Regions from separate parts of the Rattus norvegicus genome. Here region 1 is linked to region 2. Evidence: chromatin contacts called from public Hi-C data. All regions are on one chromosome and are shown on one strand. The core of a region is the stretch at or near the end of the contact, and the rest is flanking DNA. Distances in the headings are between cores, read along the strand shown.

The links. Hi-C and Micro-C count contacts between places; a contact is called where the count stands out from the background.
Region 1: a Hi-C map of liver shows a contact between it and region 2, with 3 times the contacts expected there. The contact joins the promoter of Hivep1 here to the enhancer-like site in region 2. A contact is called at or near these places in 10 of 12 Hi-C or Micro-C datasets (the A7r5 cell line, the Rat2 cell line, Schwann cells and 5 more) and 1 of 1 datasets of contacts at active chromatin or transcription factors (oligodendrocytes).

Annotation. Positions count from the first base shown.
Region 1 is chr17:22,915,688-22,919,008 of GRCr8, forward strand. It overlaps Hivep1 (HIVEP zinc finger 1), which reads right to left and starts at 1,509. Exons shown (of 9, transcript NM_001105751.2): 1 at 1,458-1,509. LOC108348545 (a long non-coding RNA gene) reads left to right here and starts at 2,273. Exons shown (of 2, transcript XR_005495726.2): 1 at 2,273-3,321.
Region 2 is chr17:22,829,187-22,832,694 of GRCr8, forward strand. The region is part of intron 3 of Hivep1 (HIVEP zinc finger 1); the gene reads right to left. Among named protein-coding and RNA genes, the nearest start is that of Hivep1, 86 kb to the right of the region's middle. Within about 2 kb of position 1,870, at least 2 of the 93 cell types and tissues checked have an H3K27ac peak or open chromatin away from gene starts, as enhancers often do. A contact at or near this core is called in liver, where this site is marked.

The DNA of each region.
Region 1 (3,321 bases), core at 259-2,758, 86 kb after region 2:
AAAGGGATGAATGACACAGCAAGTCATGAAGACATACTTTGGAATCAAACCTGACCAGGTTCAAGGCCAGGCTTTACCCCATACTGTGTGGCCTTGTTCAAGGTACTTAAGCTCTCAGAAGAGAAGATCGGATTTCCCAAGCTGTAAAATCAGGAAACAGTATCCACCTCAGATGGGCTAAGGACTAAGGACTAAGCTAAACAATGTAGAAGCTTTGCCTGCAACATGAAAATGCTGAAATATTAATTCCCGGGAAGAACGCCTCCAAGGAAAAGAAAATGCTTCCCAGAATAAGGTGTTTGATGTATGTTTTCACTTTAGCTAAAACGCATAAGGAAAAGGCGACTACAATTAACTTGCTTGCAGCTGTACTCCTAACAAGGCTAAGAGTCGGCATAGCACAAACTATTCACAATCTAACCAAAGAGGAAGACTATGAAACAGGATGGTCAACGATGGATGATGTCTCTTGCAGCACCAGCTAATGACCTACAAAAGATAGGGCTCCTCAGCTCGCTTTACCACAGAGCCATCAGCTCTCGCATTCAAAAAGGTTTTGACTGCACAGAGAATTTAAACATAAAGCTATAAGTGTTCTGTTCCGTTCCGTATTAAAACTAGAGCTTTTAAGCGGTCACAATATTACGAAGTTTTTAAAGCGTGAACTCTGATTGTAAGCCGATCACGTGACCCCCCATCAGCCCCCAGCTTAAATGTAAAATATGCAAATTCCCAACCTGTAACAGCTTTGTGCGACCCGGTTTTGCAGCCTCCACCCCCCTGTCCCTAGCTGTCCAGCCCACGTTTAAATCCGCGGTGAAGTGGTTATTTTCAAAGACGACAGCACCGTAGCGACTAGGACCAGTGATCAACCATTCTTTCTCCAGAAAGAAATACATACTACAAGGTGCAAAAACAGGACAGGATCAAAAAGCGTAAAGACAGTCACAAGGAGAAAAAACATGAATGAATGTGGAGGGCGGAGCCTGGGAAAACCCCTCTGCAACGCTGCACTGAACAAAGCGCTTCGCATGCCAGAAGGAGGGGGGAATGGAAGTGCCAGCTCCGGAAGGAGCCTGGAGTGGATGCGGAGAGCAGGAGGAGGAGGAGGACAGAGTCGGCGAGAGCGGCAGCCTTGAGACTCCTCCTCGCGCCAGCCTCGCCACAGCCCCCTCCCCTCTCTAGCCGCAACTCCTGCTGGAGCCCGACCCGCAGCGAGCCCGAGCCGCCCCGCGCCCCTACCCACCGGCCCCGACCCACCAGCGGCGGGCGCGCGCCCTACCCGGAGAGAAACTACCCAGGTGGCCCGGAGTAAAACAGGCACTCCCGGCAAAGAACGAAAGGGAAAGCGAGCCACAAAGCCGGGAGGTGCGGAAGCCGCGGCCTGGTCTCCCGCAGCCCCGCCGAGCCCTCCTGCGAGAAGCGGCCGTGGCGACCGGGAGGCCGGCCCTCCGTACCTGCTGGGCTCGCAGGACCGCAGCTCCCGCCGCCTGCGCGGCCAGGACCCGCCGAAGTGGCAAGCGGCTCCCGCACGCAGCATCCCCTCCGCAAGGTCGGCGCCGGCACACGCGCACACACTCACACGCACACCCGCGCGCCCGCCCGCCCGCCCGCCAGGGGGAGGTGGTCCCGGCCCCCGCCCCCCGCGCCGCGCTCTCCCGGGTGCAGCGCCCCCACCGCCAAGCCCGGCCCGCACCCGTCGGGAACTGCGCTGCACTTGACAACCGGGACACAAGCAGAGCCTCCTCCCGACGGGCACTGAGGCGCGAGCAAGGCGCGGGAGGGACCGAGTGGAACCCGGCGGGAGAGCGGCCTTTACCTCTCCCGGGTGTCCGTGAGGACCGCTGGCAGCGCGAGGGCGGCCAGGGCGAAGGTCGGCGGCTTCCCCGCGCGTGGGCGGGGCGGCAGGGGATCCCCGGGGGCGGCGGGGCGGGGGCTGCGGCGGGAGGGCGGGCTCCTGTGAAGCCGGCCCGGGGCCCCCTGCCGCCCCGCCCGCCCGCCCGCCCGCCCGCCCGCCGGCCGCAGGCCCCGCCGCGGGGACCCAGGACGCAGGAGGAGGCGCGGCCCGAGGGGCGGGGCGGGGCGGGGCGGTGGCGGAGGCGGGGCTCCGCGGCCCGGGGAAGCCCGGCCGGGCCGCAGTCGGGGGCGGTTGGCCCGAGAGGAGGGGCGGGGCCGGGCGGGGCCGGATTCTCTTTACCGTCTTTTGACTTTCTAGAGCAGGCTGTGGGCCGGCCCGGTGACGTCATGGTGTCTCCCAGCCCCGCCCCTCGCCCTGGCCCTGGTAGGGAGGAGGAGGACCCGGGAGGGAGGGGGGACCCCAAGGGGGTTTCCTCAGCTCCGCGTAGAGGGAAGGGGAAATCATAGTGAAACTTGAAACTCATTAACTTTGAAAAATAACTTTGAAAAAAAGAGAGAGAGAAAGGGGGCTGGGGTGTTGACTTGGAGGGTCAGAGGGGACATGTTATTAAGCCCTGAACTGAAACCACTCTTTTGGTGGCGGATGTTCTATTAAAAGACCGAGGAAAGCCAAGGTTATTCCGGAGAGAGCCGGTGCTTCCCAGAGCCTAAGCAACAGCGAGCGCTGTTAACCCCTCCTTGACTGCCTGTCAGCTGGGGACTAACCCGCGAGGGAACTTTGGAAGCCGAGGAGGGGGTGCGGGGCGGAGCCACCCAGCAGGCTTCTGGAACTCTGGGGGAGTGAAATGGAAAGACAGACTAATTTATTACAAACCAGAGTTTGACCCCGGCTGCTAGAAAGCGTTAGAGAACGGGAACTGGAAACTTCTGGAAATATCAGGGGAGCTGGATCTGGGGAGCGAAGCAGGTTTTCAAGGGTAGATAGACATGAAGAATACTAGCAGTTTGAACTTCAAAATTCCACGCATCCACAAAAGAGTCTGCAGAAGGGACGGATTTAACGGGTCACCTCAAAGTTGGAAAGGATAAGGTGTAAAAAAAAAATGACGCAAAACAAAAATATTCTTTGTTAAATGATCATACGCCCACTAACAGCTGACCATCGTGCAAACTTGTTTTGCTCCCTTAGGCTTTCAGAAAGATGGTCGTTCCTACTAACGATTGACCCTTAAAATCCCCCGAGGAAGTCCTACCTCTAGCTTGCTGGAGCTAAGAAAAGCTCAAAGCCCCGGAATGGAAATTATTAAAAATGGAATACTCAGTAATGGCGAGCTTAGAGCCAAAAATAATGTTTTGCAAAGGAAAAAATATGCCTACCAAAAAGTAAATTTGGTCACAGGAACAAAGATCATGCAGCTAGAAAGGCTGGATGGTGGGTAATACTATGTTAGCCTTACAATGAAA
Region 2 (3,508 bases), core at 620-3,119:
TAAATAAATGACCAGCCAAAGAAAACATGTTGTGGAGAGAAAGAGAGGCCTGGATAATTGCTATATTTAAGGCTGAGCTAGGAGCAGGAAGAAACAAGGTAGGGACTGGAAAGAAGCAATGAATCCTGTGACAGAAGAGCCTGGGCACCTGGCTTACAAGTTCACACCAAAGCTCCTGTGGCCGAGGGCGTTAAACATACATGGTCGCACGAAGGAGAGTAACCGGCTTGTGGCCATGGGAATGGGGAGGATGGCCTCATGTCTGAAAACAAGGTCAGTGGGATCCAGGAGTCAAATCCATCTCCACCATGGGGAAATGTGGGAGGAAGCGTGAGCTCAGGGGCCAGCTAAGCCGGAACTTCCCGGGAAGCTGGACATGAAGGGGAAAGCCCAGATGTCTGAGGGTGAGGGCTGAGGGTGCGTGCAGACAGGAAGCTCCCCTCAGTAGAGAGGAGGAGACTGCAGCCACAAGACAGAGAACTAGGCAATCAAATGCATGGCGAGGAGGCACAATCAGGAAGCTCGGGAAGAGCTGACCACTGGGGATGAAGACAGGGCAGGGTGGCTTTACAGGGACAGTGGCACATCTCTGACTCACTCCTGCGTAGGGAGCAGAAGGAAGCGCTTTCGAGTCAAGGGGGTTTCATGAACATGGTGTTTACAACAGAAAACAGAAACCGTGTTTACAACACACACGGGGACCGAGTGCAAGCCGTGCTGCACACAGACCAGCAGACCAGGAGCACATGGTAAAGGCATTCTGCCGCAGCAGGTCCTCGGCCCTGAGTTTACAAGGCAGCAGAGGTGGGGATTGGCACAGCAGAGACAGGAAGCCACAGCAGCTCACTGCCAAGCTCTTCCTTCCCTCCAGGAATATGATCCAGAAATACATAATCAAGTAATGTTAGTGTGGTGTTGGCTGCTTAAATCTCACCCAGCTTCCACCGTCCATCTACTCCATTCTTACAGAACTGAAAGAAAACTAAACTCTCAGCCCCGAACTTTGTATTGGGAAGTAATTCAGAATTCAACAGCAAAGGCAAACCCAGAATAGAGACACAGCCCAGTTAGGAAGCCGCTTAGCATGCAGGCATGGAGTCTGAATCCCCAGAAGCCACACTCAGGAAAAGAGAAGGGGGGAGGAGAGGAGGGAAGAAGAGCACAGGGGAGGGGAGGGGACAGTGTGACAGTGCATGTCGGTCATCTTAGCACCAGGGAAGTGGAGGCAGGAGAATTCCTGGGCTAGTCGGTTAGCCTTGCAGAATCATGCATGAGCTCCATGTTTGGTGTGTAAACAAATAAAAAAAAAAAAAACTGTCTCAGAAAACAAGAATGATCCAGGAAGAAAGCCAATGTCAGTGCCTGCCCTCAGTGCATACATGCAATGCACACACATGAACACATATATCCATCTACAACCCTCCCATACATACGAAGGCAAAACAAAGACCAAATGAGGAAATGACAGCAGACTTCCCTGTCAGCTCAGCTGTTACCCCAATTCTATGCTCGGGAATGAGCTCTGAAAGTGGGGGGGGGGTGCGGGGAAAGAATCCTAAGAGGCTGGCATTGCTGCACTGTCCACCGCCTTCAAGATGCGCTCATGATGCTGTGTTTTCCACATGGCCATGTGGAAAGCAAAACAATGGCCAGCAAATGTGACACCTGGACCTGGACCTCCATGTGCGCAGGTTTCCTTCGGTTAGTGACGCTGTGTAAGTCTGCTGAGGTCATGGACTCTGGAATGAGGAAATTAACAAACTTCACAGCAGTCTTTGGCTAACCAGCCGTCAGGTGAGACACTCTGCTCTAAGATGTGATCTGCCCCTGCTCGCTTCAAAGCTGCAGATGAGCTAGTGTATGCCTGAACTTGTGAAAGTCCAGGGTAGACCTTGACCCAGAGTGTACTCACACTCAGAGGCCCAGAGTCCTGACCCCAAGGCAACTGTGCTCTGAGGTGGAACTTTGGAAAGTTAGCCGGATCGATCATGAGGACTCAGACTTCTTTTAGGGGACTGACCAACTAATGGGTTCATAATCAGATGCGTCACTATGGAACAGTCTTCACGAAGAGAGGTCCCTGGCCTTTCTGTTCCTCTGTGTCAGGTTGTCAGGAGGTGAACAGTGTCTCCAAGATGCTCTGCTTTGCCTCCTGCTCAAAGGCTTGGAACTGGATCAAGAGACTGAACCTGAACTGACAGTCTCGGGTATTTTGTTACAGCAAGCCAAGCTGACTTAGACAGCAGGTGCTTAGCATATGCAAACTTCTAGGTTCAACTTACTACACTCCAAAATAAAGAAGAAATAATTGAGCACAAGGGAAGAGATGAGTGAGTGACTGGAGAAAGAAACGCTGATCTGATGGTTGCAGTGCTCTGAAGAATCTGATCTGACGGCTGCAGTGCTCTGGAGTTTAGCCACAATACCTAATGCTGCCAATAGACTACGCAAGCAAGGAAACAGATTATCCTCAGCACCTCTAGAAGGAAACAGCCCAACACCTTGGTAGAGGCCACGCTGCCATCCACAGGAGGTGTAGCTCCATGGCAGAGTGAATACTCAAGATTCAGGGCGCTGGGTTCAATGCCCTACATCACACACATTAGTAAGTGAAAATAAAAATGAACTGTCTAGAGCAATAGAAGCAGTGTATCAGATAATGCTTGTGAAAAGCATTATCGTTAAGTGCATACACCATGTCTTCTAGCCACAACAAAATTCAACTAGAAATAAATAAAATACACGGAAAATCCCCAGCTGTATGAAAATTAAGCAACACAATTCTAACTAGCTAAAGAGGAAAAAGAAGTCAGCAGGGAAACCAGAAAAATCAAAACAGAACTTGCAAACTGGGAAACAGTGATGAATATTTGCTTCATGCCAATGCTACGTGCAACCACAATGCCACGCCCCACCACGATGCCATGCATGGCCACAATGTCATTCACCATGGCACAGAAGCAAAGACTAGGTGCAAGAAGTGCAAGACTAGGCCAAGAAGACTTCTGCCAGAATCACTGCTGTTTTTAATCATTTCTTGAGAGCAACCGACTTACGCGATAAGTCAGAAATGGATGATAAGAATAAACAGTATTTTGTGGGGACAGTCATCTAAAGGGACCCAGTGAAATGGTCAAAAGTCATGAGTGGTACCCTACCATAGTTACAAACATCCATATTTTTGTTTATACCAAGGCTGGTAGAAAATATAACAGAAAATGCTTTATTTACAACAGAAACCTAAACACTGATAAAAGCAAATTTTATAGCAAGTAATAAAAATGTGCAGAAAATACAACAGACTTGTGGAATGATGGGCCTGGAACATGGAAAGTGGGGTAGGTGATGAGGGCTGGGGTGTGTACAAGCTCAGACATACCAGTCTCAGGGGCTGGCACACCATGCCTCCGGTAGCCATTAACACTGTGACGGTGCCAAGACAATTCTTTTAAAATTTCTGTATTTTATAAAATTTAAGGGAAAAAAATCTGTTTTAAAATATGACAAA